Linked DNA regions of Zea mays: region 1 is linked to region 2. Evidence: chromatin contacts called from public Hi-C data. All regions are on one chromosome and are shown on one strand. The core of a region is the stretch at or near the end of the contact, and the rest is flanking DNA. Distances in the headings are between cores, read along the strand shown. Region 1 holds the start of LOC100280349. Region 2 holds the start of LOC100191494 (oligopeptide transporter 9).

Region 1 (5,968 bases), core at 2,831-5,330, 340 kb before region 2:
GGCGCGGCCGGGGCTCGACGTTGGGGCGGCGGCCTTGGCGGTGTGGGCCGGCGGCCTTGGCTGGAAGGGGGCGGGGCGCTTGCCGGGGGAGGGGCGGGGCGGGACGGCGCGCCGGCGTCGAGCAGGGGGCGGCGCGGGCGGCCTCCGGTGGTCGCGGCCGCCGTGGAGCAGGGGCGGCGCGGACGGGCTCCGGTGGGCGCGACCACCGTGGAGCAGGGGCGGCGCGCAAACTCCGGTTGGCGCGGGCGTCGGCGAGCGTCGGCGGCGCGAGGGGCAGAGGGATAGAAGGCCGACGGCGCGGTTTGAAAATTTTGGTTGAAACTCGGGCGGCTCAGAATATAAGGGGTCGGCGCCATAGATCTTGGCGCCGACCCCTTGGTACGAATTTTGCAGACGCGGGGGCGGCGGCGCAGATGCCAGGAGGTCGGCGCCAAGATCTATGGCGCCGACCCCCTGACACGTCGGCTGCCAGGTCAGATTGTCCGGCGTCAATAGTATTGGCGCCGGCACACACAAGCTCGGCGCCAATGATGACGGCGCCGAGCTAAGGGTCCATTTTTTGAAATGAAACTGCCAGGGGCATAAATGTGGGAAAAAAACTCGAAAAGGGCCAAATTGCAAAAAAGTTGGTCAAAAACCCAGCCATGCCAGCCACACGGGCAGGGGCGGCCTCCGAGCTCCCAAACACAGCACGGGCTGAGCGCAGGCAGCAATAATAATCAGCAGGTAAACAATGATCAGCAGCACCAGCGCTGCTGGCTGTTTCCCCCACACAAGATCCCGTTGCATCTCCCGACTACACATGACCGGAGAAGTGCTGCCATCCATCAACCATTAAGACGAGATAGGTATGTATGTCAGAAGAAAATGATCTCCAAAATCAGAATGGCAAGGACAGTGGCACACATCACCCTTTCTTCTCCTGCTTCCTCTCAGCCTGCACAACACATTAGACTGCAAGCTTCAGGTACCGATGCATACAGCTAGCTTTCTTTATTTTAAGAAACACGACTGGGTACATAATGCATACAGCTACCTGTGACATATGAGAGGGGGGAGAGAGAGAGAGAGAGAGCATAAAGGCACAAGACAGTGCCTGCTGTAAGCAGTAAACTCAAGGGTTGGACAAAGATTTTACTGCCCCAGTCGCTTTTCTTAAGTTTTGACACCTGAAAGTCAAGAGAGCATAAAGTTTTGACACCTGAAACCCAGACGCAAGATAGTTGCTTTTCTTAATACTGTGTGGCGGTCTTTCTTCTACCGTCCGAGTTTTTATATTTGACATAAGTTACTATAGGCACTCCTCATGCTATATGCAGAGATAAAAAGAACCACCACAATCAGGTATGCAGCATGTAAAAGGTATTCGCCAACAAAAGCATGTCACTCAGGGTTGGGCAAGCATTTGATCTGCATCTAATTATCTGATGACAACAGAAAGGGAACCTCTTTTTGTTGCCGAAGCTCCTTTGAATATGATGACTGCTTTTTCCAGAACCCCAATGATAGGTTTTGCAGGTCCATAGCAAGAGAACACTGCACATAACAGCCAAGTATTTTGTCTGTCAAACAGGGGGGACGAACAAAGTACACTCGTTAACTTGTAACTACCAACGATGAATAAGGTCCTATTGTCACCTGGACATTCTTTCGAAAATTTGAATCCTCTGATGGATCTTCCATGGATAGCTTCTGCGGCCTCTTCTCAGACCTCTTCAGCAAGTTTGTTATCTCATGTGTGAGAACCTCAATCACTCGCTGGTTGCCTCTGCAATCACCAAAGGATGGCATCAAGGCTTTGGCATGTTCAGTGTGGTTCATCAGATGTGTTTGATCCTCCTGTTGAAGGACATGCTGCAAACTACAGTGTGAAGGGGTATCTCAGTTGGTCATACTGGGTGCAATGGGCAGAATGGAAGTAGCGCTGTCGCCAATATTGCAAGACCAAACATAGAGCATGTTAATGGTACCATGAGCCAAAATATCGGTGGAGGTGGCATTGTAAGTGGGAGTGGCAATGACATGTATCAGAATCGGTTCTCCCAATGAGCAGCTGCATTGAACAAATTCAGATTGGGGGCGGAAAGATCATGTTTCCAAATGAAAACAAGTTGGGGTTTGCATTCCCTGTTTCCTTGAAAAAGAAATGTGACTGTTGCGTGAGATGCAAAATAGGTCTCTTGTGCGAGATCAAGCTCAATGAACTTGGCTGTGGCGAACACTTTGTAAGCTATGTTGACTTGAACACAAACAAAATTGTGAAATGAAGGATTGGACAAAACTTTACTGTGCTTAGCACAAGGTACACGAAGAATAGCAGCACTGGTTATCAGTTATCACAACCAGAGTTGTTTCTACTGTATACAAGTATTCCCTAATGTCTACTCCCTGGATAGAAGAAGTCAGCACCGTTTTCTTTCACTTTGAAATGGAAGTTCCAAACTTTCTGTGCTTTTGCCCTTTGCTCGCTGAATGTACCCTTGTTCACAACCGCCAGCTGCAGAAACATTTCAACCGCTTCAGAATAAAAAGATTTGTCTCAGGGCAAAATGGAAGACGTTAAACATGAAGATAAGATCAAGTAATGCAAATTCATCAACCTACCAGGTCAACGAAAAGAAACCAACTAAGCCATCATGTTACATCTCAAACTTAAACAAATATGTAGGATCCGGAGCCTAACCTGTCCATGAACATCAGCAGCCAAACCAGTGCTTAAAGGTGCTGCTTTAATCACAAGATCCGCAATGTAGCGCAGATGTAAAAGGAGACCCATGTTCTCCTCATTTGCGTATATATCCTCGTGAATGAGGATCACTAGCTTGCAATTCTGTCAGGACATGAATAAAGTGTAAAAGACATGACCATGACTTAGCCATCAGCAGTAGTTACTGTAATGTTTGATTGGTCAATAATTTACCATCTCAGACGTGAGTGTGAAACAATAGTGCAAGAAATCCAGCACATCGCTTACAGAACCAAGGGCCACGACTTCCAACAGGGAAGCGTCGTCTATAACGATGGTGAACTGGCCTTCATTTTCTCCAGCCCTGTTTGCCTCCACCAGTCTTTGAATTTCATTGTACAATAGAGCAAAGCTATCAGCAATGGTGCCTTCCCTTGCTCCACCTGCAGGTAAAGAAACGTACTGAATGGCACCTCCCTAACTAGGAATCGCCCAACATTATCTGAAAAATGCACACTGCAATAAAATGACGGCTTGCCTGGGAATCCTAGCAATTCAAAGAAATGAAGCCTCTCATTCCTCCTATGCAGGGAAAGGTTACAGCCCTGGCAAATTCCCGAAGACCAAAAAAGATGGATATAAATGCAAATGTGTAGATTTTGACTAGAGCAATCCGGTATGCATTTTCCAGTATGCACGCTGTTGTAACAGTGAAGCTAACATAGGCAGCCCGGCATGAAGCCGGTAAGCACAAAACGTGTTTGACGAAATGCCGGTGAGGTGAAGAGGGGGCGGGGGGCGAGCGGTACCATCTTGCGCAGGACGCGATCGTAATGGGAGAAGGGCTGCGCGAGGGCGAGGAAGGCAGCGGAGCCGCAGCCGGCGAGCGCGCGCTTGAGGAGGAGGTGGAGGACGAAGGCCCCCGGTGCTTCCACGCAATCCTCTACCACCACGACCTGCGCCGCAGATCCCATCGCCTCGCACAGGAGGTCTTCCGCTCCGTGCTCCTCCATGGTCCCCTAGCAAACACCTTTCACCGGAGAAGCAAACTTCCACCGAGAAGCAAACACCTCCGTCAGGTTAGGGTTTGAAGTGCGTGAGCCGTGAGCGTGATTAATCTTTTCAAATCCTGTCCAAAACTCTAAATTGAAACACTAATTTATCCGAGCCTGTTTAATTTACCATAGAAGACTCGGCGCTCGGCGGCGGCTCGGCTGCTCGGCGGTGGCTCGGCTGCTCGGCGACTTGCTGCTCGCTGCACCGTATTCTAAGGACGTCTGGTGGATGCCGGAAGCCGGAGCTCGGATGGCCTGCAGCCCTACACGAGCACGGCTGGAGCTTCAAGCTTGGCGGCTAGGGTTACAAACTTGGAGACAAGAGAGAGTGAGAGAGAGAGACCGACTGACCGCGCGAGACTCAGAGGGCGAGAGGTATAGAGCCGTACGTAGGCTGTTCGCTTGGAGCTGGCCTGAGTCCTGGGCCGCTTGGCGCCTTGCTAGTTGCTGCTGACGCGTTGATGGCTGACCCCGCGAAGTAGTGATTCAGTGAACAAGTAGAAACCCCAAGGAGGCTGGACGCTAGCCGTTGGGATCTAGGATGCGTCCACTGTTTGGGTCCACATGTCATATGTCCATCGGGTGACGAATATGGATAGCCGATATCCATACCTGCGAAATTATTACATGTGGATATCATATAGTATCCATATCCGTACCCGCGGATATAAAACTCCATCATATCCACACCCAACGAGAATATTCGTACCCACTGCCATCTCTAAGCGTGACTCTGTGTGAGTGGGAGCGGTAGGGGCGGGGGACACCAATGCCAACTAGTAGTTGGGCCACGGGGAAGACGCAAGGTTGGGCTAGGCGGGGGGGAGGGCTGGCTGGTGGTGTGTGGTTCGCTATCAAGGAGTAAGTTTGTGAGATGGGCTGGACTAGTTGTCCAATGGGCTATCTAAGTGTAATGCTTGTTTGTTTGTTTTTTTTGCTTCATTTTCATTCATGAAGACAAAAGCTTCTTCCTAGACCTAGACGAGAGAGAGAGAGAGCTTCTGCAGGATCTATCCATATTGGCAAACTGTCGACTTTCCCCGTTTCCCGGTCTCTCATTCTCTGTCCAACTACCGTTTCTGTATGAATGGGAAACCGAAAAGAGAGTGTTGCAATATATTCCTTCCTGAGCAGTTCACAATGTGTCAGCATAGCACAGCCAGAAGGAAACAGATGGATTTGAATTGCTTTCAGGCTAAGAGAGCACATCGGTCTGGATTGCTTTCAAGCTTGCGCCGATCCCTGTAGCGCAAACCAATAATACATTTTGAGCAGCCATAGCACTTGTATGCAAATTACTCATCCGAAGAGCACCTAATATAATGCAGTTCACTCACTAATCCTAATAAAACATGACATCCTCACTCACACCAAGTCCGTTCCTACTTAGTCCTTGTTCGATTATTCCCACTGCACATGAATCGGATGGGATTGGAAAAAATTAAGAATAAGTTTGACTTGTTTGAGATTCAAACTCATCCAATCTCACTCAATCCATGTGTATTAGGAATAACCGAACAAGACCTTAACAGGCTAACAGCATCAGAAAAAACAACAATAGAGCGATGGGATCAAGAAGACCATGGCGCTGTCTCAAAGCAGCCGATGAGGACGGTGTAGCTCCCCATGGAGACGACGGTCCCGATGAAGAACATACCGAGGAACGCGGCGCCGGCAGCGCGCGACAGAAGGGTGAGCGCCGGCAGGACCATCATGAGCGCGTCCGGCTGCAGGCCGTGGACGATCCCGGTGGCAAACATGGCGAAGCTGACCTCCTTCTTGTCGGCTCCCCATGTTATTAGGTGCTTATTTTATATTACTGTTTAGCTTTTTATCCAATCTCTACCACTTATTAAGGCAGTAAGGGGTAGGTTGTCATACCGTGTTCTTCCATTCCCATTCCATGTTCTGTCTTTCCATTCCCTCTCCCTGCACAGTTGTCATTCTCATTTATTGTTCTGCCTTTCTCATTCTCCCCTCCCCGCACAGTCCATTCTCATGTTCTGTCAACGTACATCTCACGCCTAGCTAAAATTAAATTAAAAAAACACAAATGGCTTCAAGGGCATTTGAACCCACAACCCCTCAAGCAAATATGCTCGTAGCTACCACTATACCACATGTGTGTTTATATTTACGTCTATTACAGTAAAAACATCTATTACATCTCTCTCGAAGCCCACTTGCTACCCTTGCACAATGTGTAGTAGTTGAAAGTCGCCTAGAG
Region 2 (5,731 bases), core at 1,535-4,034:
CTAATATAAGAGATCGTCGGGGTGGGTACCTGGTTCGTCGTCGCTGTGATGATCCCTATCGGGAGGGTGAAGAAGAAGGCGATGGCGCAGGCGAGCAGGACGCCCCACCAGGGCAGCTGGAGCTGCTCGATGTAGTACTCGCAGGCGAATATGGTGACGGCGACGTTGGCGACGAGGATGCAGATGAACCACCACTCGGGGACCTGCCTGTACCTCCTCATCAGCCTCGTGTGCACGTCCACCTTCTTCTCTTGGAACGCTGACCTGCTCAGCTGCCAGATCTCGCTCCCGTGGAAGAGGAAGACGTGCACAACCGTGGCGGTGAGGGACGCGAAGCCGACCCCGTAGGTGACGGCGAAGAAGGTGCTGAGGTAGAGCGGGCCGTTGCGCTCGTATGCCTCGGTGTCGAACCGGAAGTTGGAGTCCACGATGCTGGAGATGTTGTACGTCTGCCCGGCGGCGGTGAAGAGCCCGTCGGAGAAGATGGGGAAGCTGCGCGCCCCGTACAGGCCGAGCCAGTAGTACGCGGCGGGCGTGATGACGTACATGATGAGGACGAAGCCGGCGGCCACGTTGGCGGTGGCGAACCAGGGGCTGGCGAGCGGGCTTCCGAGGTAGGAGGAGATGGTGGACCAGTCGAGCCCCACCGCGCCCACGCCCAGCCCGCTCAGCCCCGACCCCAGCTGCTGCGCCACCACGGAGCGCGGGAACGCCCAGCAGAGCCACGACAGGGAGGTGAGCATCTGGAACAGGTAGCCCGGGAAGACGTAGTAGGCGAAGCTGCAGACGAATGCCACCAGGAAGAACTGGTTCCGCGTCATGCCTCCCTTCACGCGCCGCTCCTTCTCGTGGAGCGCCCTGGTGATCCAGCACACACGTGCGGAGCGGAGGCCAGTGTGTTTGTGTCAACTTCCTTGTCACCACTGGAGTTTTTAGTGGCAAAACAAAACAAATAATGTACATCCGTATGAATCTGTAAGAATCTTGAATAGTCCCTTTTCGGCCTTGGATGCAAGCGAGCTCCAAGCCGACGTGGCATATCCCATGCCACGTGATCCACGCGCCATTGTCTACCTTGGCGACGTCCTTATGTCTTTATGCTGAATCAGAACGCCAAACACACACATTGCTTACCACATCTCTCCTCGCTCACACCCCTATTGTAGATCCAATCAAGCAGTACACAATCAACTAATCAATGATAGCTTCTACTATTTTCGTTCTCGAATATTTGTTATTCGCTGGTTCATTTTTTATCTAAAGCGTAACAAATAAAAAAACAGAGAGCTGATACAAAATAATCGTATTCCCTCTGCTCCAAAATTAAAATAATCGTATAACACACATATTGGCCAGAAACGGTTGGGGAGTTGTGGTGTACCTGAAGAGGGAGACCTGCACGAGGTTAGACGGCCACCACATCGCCGCCGGCTCCACCAGGTACCGCCGGAATATTCCCGCCCAGCCGAACCCCAGCACCTGCGTGCACACAACACGTACGTGACGAGAGACACACACATCGTATGATTGGTTCCCTGCATCTGCCAAGTATATGCAGTCGCGGATACTTAAAGCATCTCTTGTTTGGTTTGCTGCATGGACCAACCAGGCTCTAGACATGCAAAACTTAACTCCCAGCCAGGCTCTCTCGGTGCGCGCGTGAGGAGCATCGCTGCATGTACAGGCTGAGTTCATGCATATGTGAGTCTGAACACACATTTCTGTATGAATCTAAACAGCTAACCAAACAAGAGTCTCTTGTATATGTTTAGCCTGTTTAGTAGGAGCCTGGTTCTTCTCGTATATGCTCATGTGGTCAGGCTCTACGTATCCGTGAACCAAACATATGGACAGTGGCGCTAGCTAGCCGCGCACTGCACACACGCATTCCCCTTGCACCAGCTTTCCTACCTACCTGGGTGGTGAGCACGACGAGGAGGGAGACGAAGAAGGTGATGTGCTTGCCGTAGAAGACGCGGACGGCGGTGATGACGTGGATGGCGTAGACGGTGCCGGCGCCGGAGTTGGCGAAGATGGTGACGAGCACGTGCTCCTTGACGCTGAAGGGGCCCGGGTTGAGCGAGAACTCCCAGCGGGTGCCGCGGAGCACGGCGCGCGCGGGGAGCGCCGCCGCCATCAGGCGGCCCAGCGGCACCACCGCGATCTGCGCCGAGATGGCCGTGATGGTCAGCGGCTCCTTGCGGTACCAGAAGAACTGGTTCAGGAACGACAGCAGCGCGCACGACGCCGTGCCCAGCACCCACATCCGGAACGTCAGCACCGGCGTCGACGGGTCGTCGCCCACCGGCACCGTCAGCGCCACCTGCTCGATCGGCGAGTTCTCTGGATCGTCTCCCTCCGACGGCGACGGCGACGACGTCGTCGCCGCTTCCACCACTGCAACATCGATCGTTAGTTAGCAGGGTGAAGCGTGGGAATCAGGGAATCAACCAATCAACTACGAGGAGGATCGTAGGTGCTTACGGAGCGGTGTGGTGATCTGGTCGTCGTCGCCTCCGTCGCCATGGTGGTGCCCTTCTTCCCGTTGCTGGTCCTCTTCCTGGCGAGGAGGTGGAGGGGAGGATGCCATGGTAGTAGTTGCTCGCGGGGGATGTGGCATGTGCGCCTACCTGTCCTGGCCTCTTGGGGTCACATGCACACCCCTGCTGTCTGCTAATACTGCTGCACTACTGTTTTTTCTGTTTCTGCATTTTTTTTGTGGGACAGGGATGTCTATGGAAATATCTACGTGCCAACTCGCTCATATTCTTGCTACCTATCGCGTGTTAGGTCCTTGTGATGCCGTCTCCTCTCACATGTGCACATCATGAAGCAACGTCTCTATTTTTCTATGAATTTGAATTTATTTAATATGCTCGTGGTTGGTAGGTTCATTGGTACTCCGTAGTAGTTTACAATTCAGACGCTTCAGTGCCGTCGTGTCACAACAATTGCGTCGCATCAGACTAGCTGGAGAAGGGAGAGATGAATATGCCCTTTTGGACGGTTCCTCGTTGCCATCAGAATTCAGAAGCAAGGGGAGGGAATCTCTGAATCGTTGAAGCAGCTAGGGAGGGCCCTTGCCGCTACGGTCCCTGTCAGTCCAGCGCTAGCTAATGAATGGCCATGGGCCACTTGACCTAGTTTTATTTTGATGGACCAAAATATAAACTAGTACAATTATTACAATCGTATACTCATAACTCATGGACGAGACGAGACGAGACCACTCACTAGACAAGGCCCAGGCCCAGGACGCCAGAATGGAGTCGTACAACACGCTCGGCCCATGGGCTAAGACTCAGATCTCGGTGCGATTAATCCATGATGACAGCAGGGACGAGAGGCGGGGCCCATCGGCAGAACCCCTCTGACGGCGACGATGGAGGAAGCCAAGCGGCTGCACGCGCGCCTGCTCCGCCGTGGGGAGCGCCGCCTGCAGCCGCTACTCCTGCGCGTGCTGGCGGCGGGGGAACTGCGCTACGCCGCGCGCCTTCTCGGCTCCTGCCCCGCGTCTCCGCCCTCCGCGCCGCTCCACAACCGCCTGCTCCACGCGCTGGCCGCCGCGCGCCACCCGCTGCTGCTCCCTTGCTTCGCGCGCGCGCACCGCCTCCGCGTCCTCACCCCGCTCTCCTTCACGCTTCTCCTCTCCTCCGCCACCGCCACGGCCGCCGCGTGCGCGCACGCTTTGCTGGCCAAGTCCGGCCACGCCGCGGCGGCGCCCGGCGACCCGTTCCTCGCGTCCGCGCTCGTCTCCTCCTACGCCAGGGCGGGGCTGCTGGCGGAGTCCCGCAGGGCGTTCGACGAGCTGCCTGCCGGGGCCGGGGCCGGGGCCGCGGCCGCGCGCAACGCGATGCTGTCGGCGTACGCGCGAGGCGGGCGCGTGGGCGACGCGGAGCGGCTGTTCGCGGGAATGCCCGACCGGAGCGTGGTGTCGTGGACCGCGATGGTGTCGGGCTACGCGCAGAACGGGAGGCACGAGGAGGCGGTGCGCACGTTCCTGGACATGTGGGACGGGGCCGGGGTGCGGCCCAACGAGCTCACCGTCAGCAGCGTCCTGCCCGCGTGCGCTGCGCTCGGGGCCCTCGCGCTGGGGAGGAAGGTGGAGCGCTACGCCAGGGGGAGAGGGATGCTCAGGAACGTCTATGTCGCCAACGCCTTGGTCGAGATGTACGCCAAGTGCGGCAGCATCCGCCGGGCTTGGAAGGTGTTTCGGGGCATGGGGACGCGGAGGGATCTTTGTTCTTGGAACTCCATGATCATGGCGTTTGCCGTGCATGGCCTCTGGACGGAGGCGCTGGCCTTGTTTCATAAACTGAGGGTGAGGATGTCTTGCTTGCACTTCTCTTCTTATCCCTGCTTCATTCGCTTTGCATCCAGCTTGGTTGACCAAATATGCTTCGAAGCACCAAACTAGTGACCAGTAACCTTAAATCCAGATTATGCACCGTAGTTGGTAGGGCTGGAGCTGATTTTACTCTGTTTAGATGACAGGGGCAAAACCAGATGGCATTACATTTGTTGGAGTCATTTTGGCCTGTACTCATGGAGGCTTGGTGGATGAAGGCAAGCTGCTCTTCAACTCGATGAGAGGGGAGTTCGGTCTTAAGCCAAGAATCGAGCACTATGGTTGCATGGTTGACCTGCTGGGGCGTGCTGGCCTGTTAAAAGAAGCTGACAGTCTGATCGCGAGCATGCCAATGGAGCCTGACGCCGTAATTTGGGGAGCCCTGCTTGGAGCCTGCAGCTTCCATGGCAACTTTGAACTAGCGGAAATAGCAGTGGAAAAACTAATGCACCTGGAGCCACACAATACAGCTAACCTAGTGATTCTTTCGAATATATACGCGTCATGTGGCAAATGGGACGGTGTTGCCCGGGTGTGGAAGCTGCTAAAGGAAAAAGATCACAAGAAATCTGCTGGGTACAGCTTTATTGAGTTAGATGGTAGGATGCACAAGTTCCTGGTTGAAGATAAGTCGCATCCAAGATCTGAGAAGGTATATGACGCCCTGGATAGCATCACGCTGGCCATGAAGCTTGTCAGCTTGGAAAATCCTGAAGTGGAAAGCTGATTTTAACGTCACCATCTTCTATCCCTTTTATTTATGGGAGAAGAAACTGAGAAAACCATTTGAGATTGGTCATGGACTTCTTGCTCAGATCCTCCATATCAAGTGAATGCACCACCTGAATATCAATGGATTTTTCCTCTACTACGAAATGGTCATTTCTCTTGTTCTTACAATGAATAATTCAGAGGTGCAAGTGCACCAGACAGATAGAAGCATATCATTGCATGACATACCCAAAGCAGGTGAATTCCTCTGCTTCTCTTTTAAGTTATGAAAATCTGGATCCTACATGCAAGTTATTAAATGAAACTGGAGAACAATTTATTACAAAGAAAGCTTATATGCTTTGGTGGTTTAGTTTTCATGTAGTGTATGCTTTCTGCTTTGCTGCATTTATCTAAGTACCTCACTAACTTGTCGTGTTTACCGTGGCAGATCATCATGGAAGACACTAGAGGAACTTTCAGACTGTGGGGTTATGCATGAGATTGGTTGGAACTATGACGCAGGAATGACCGGGGTTGTATACCATATTCTCATGGTTGCCTTCACTTGGCAGCCGTGGTTTGGAGCGCACCCTCATATTGGGTGCAGCCTTGGAAGCAAGGCAAACATGCCCCCCGTCCGCCTTTGCAGTATATGTTTTGGCATGCTTC

What was found. Hi-C and Micro-C count contacts between places; a contact is called where the count stands out from the background.
Region 1: a Hi-C map of ear shows a contact between it and region 2, with 2.6 times the contacts expected there. The contact joins the promoter of LOC100280349 here to the promoter of LOC100191494 in region 2. A contact is called at or near these places in 2 of 25 Hi-C or Micro-C datasets (ear and leaf).

The regions. Positions count from the first base shown.
Region 1 is chr9:27,586,187-27,592,154 of Zm-B73-REFERENCE-NAM-5.0, reverse strand. It overlaps LOC100280349, which reads right to left and starts at 4,080. Exons shown (of 6, transcript NM_001351833.1): 1 at 3,869-4,080; 2 at 3,496-3,735; 3 at 3,225-3,291; 4 at 2,921-3,129; 5 at 2,684-2,830; 6 at 2,208-2,497. The coding sequence starts at 3,699. The coding sequence ends at 2,375.
Region 2 is chr9:27,242,234-27,247,964 of Zm-B73-REFERENCE-NAM-5.0, reverse strand. LOC100191494 (oligopeptide transporter 9) reads right to left here and starts at 2,784. Exons shown (of 5, transcript NM_001136926.3): 1 at 2,485-2,784; 2 at 1,916-2,397; 3 at 1,382-1,479; 4 at 30-858. The coding sequence starts at 2,620. LOC103638156 (pentatricopeptide repeat-containing protein At5g08510) reads left to right here and starts at 3,340. Exons shown (of 3, transcript XM_008661137.3): 1 at 3,340-4,321; 2 at 4,495-5,317; 3 at 5,511-5,731. The coding sequence starts at 3,383. The coding sequence ends at 4,590.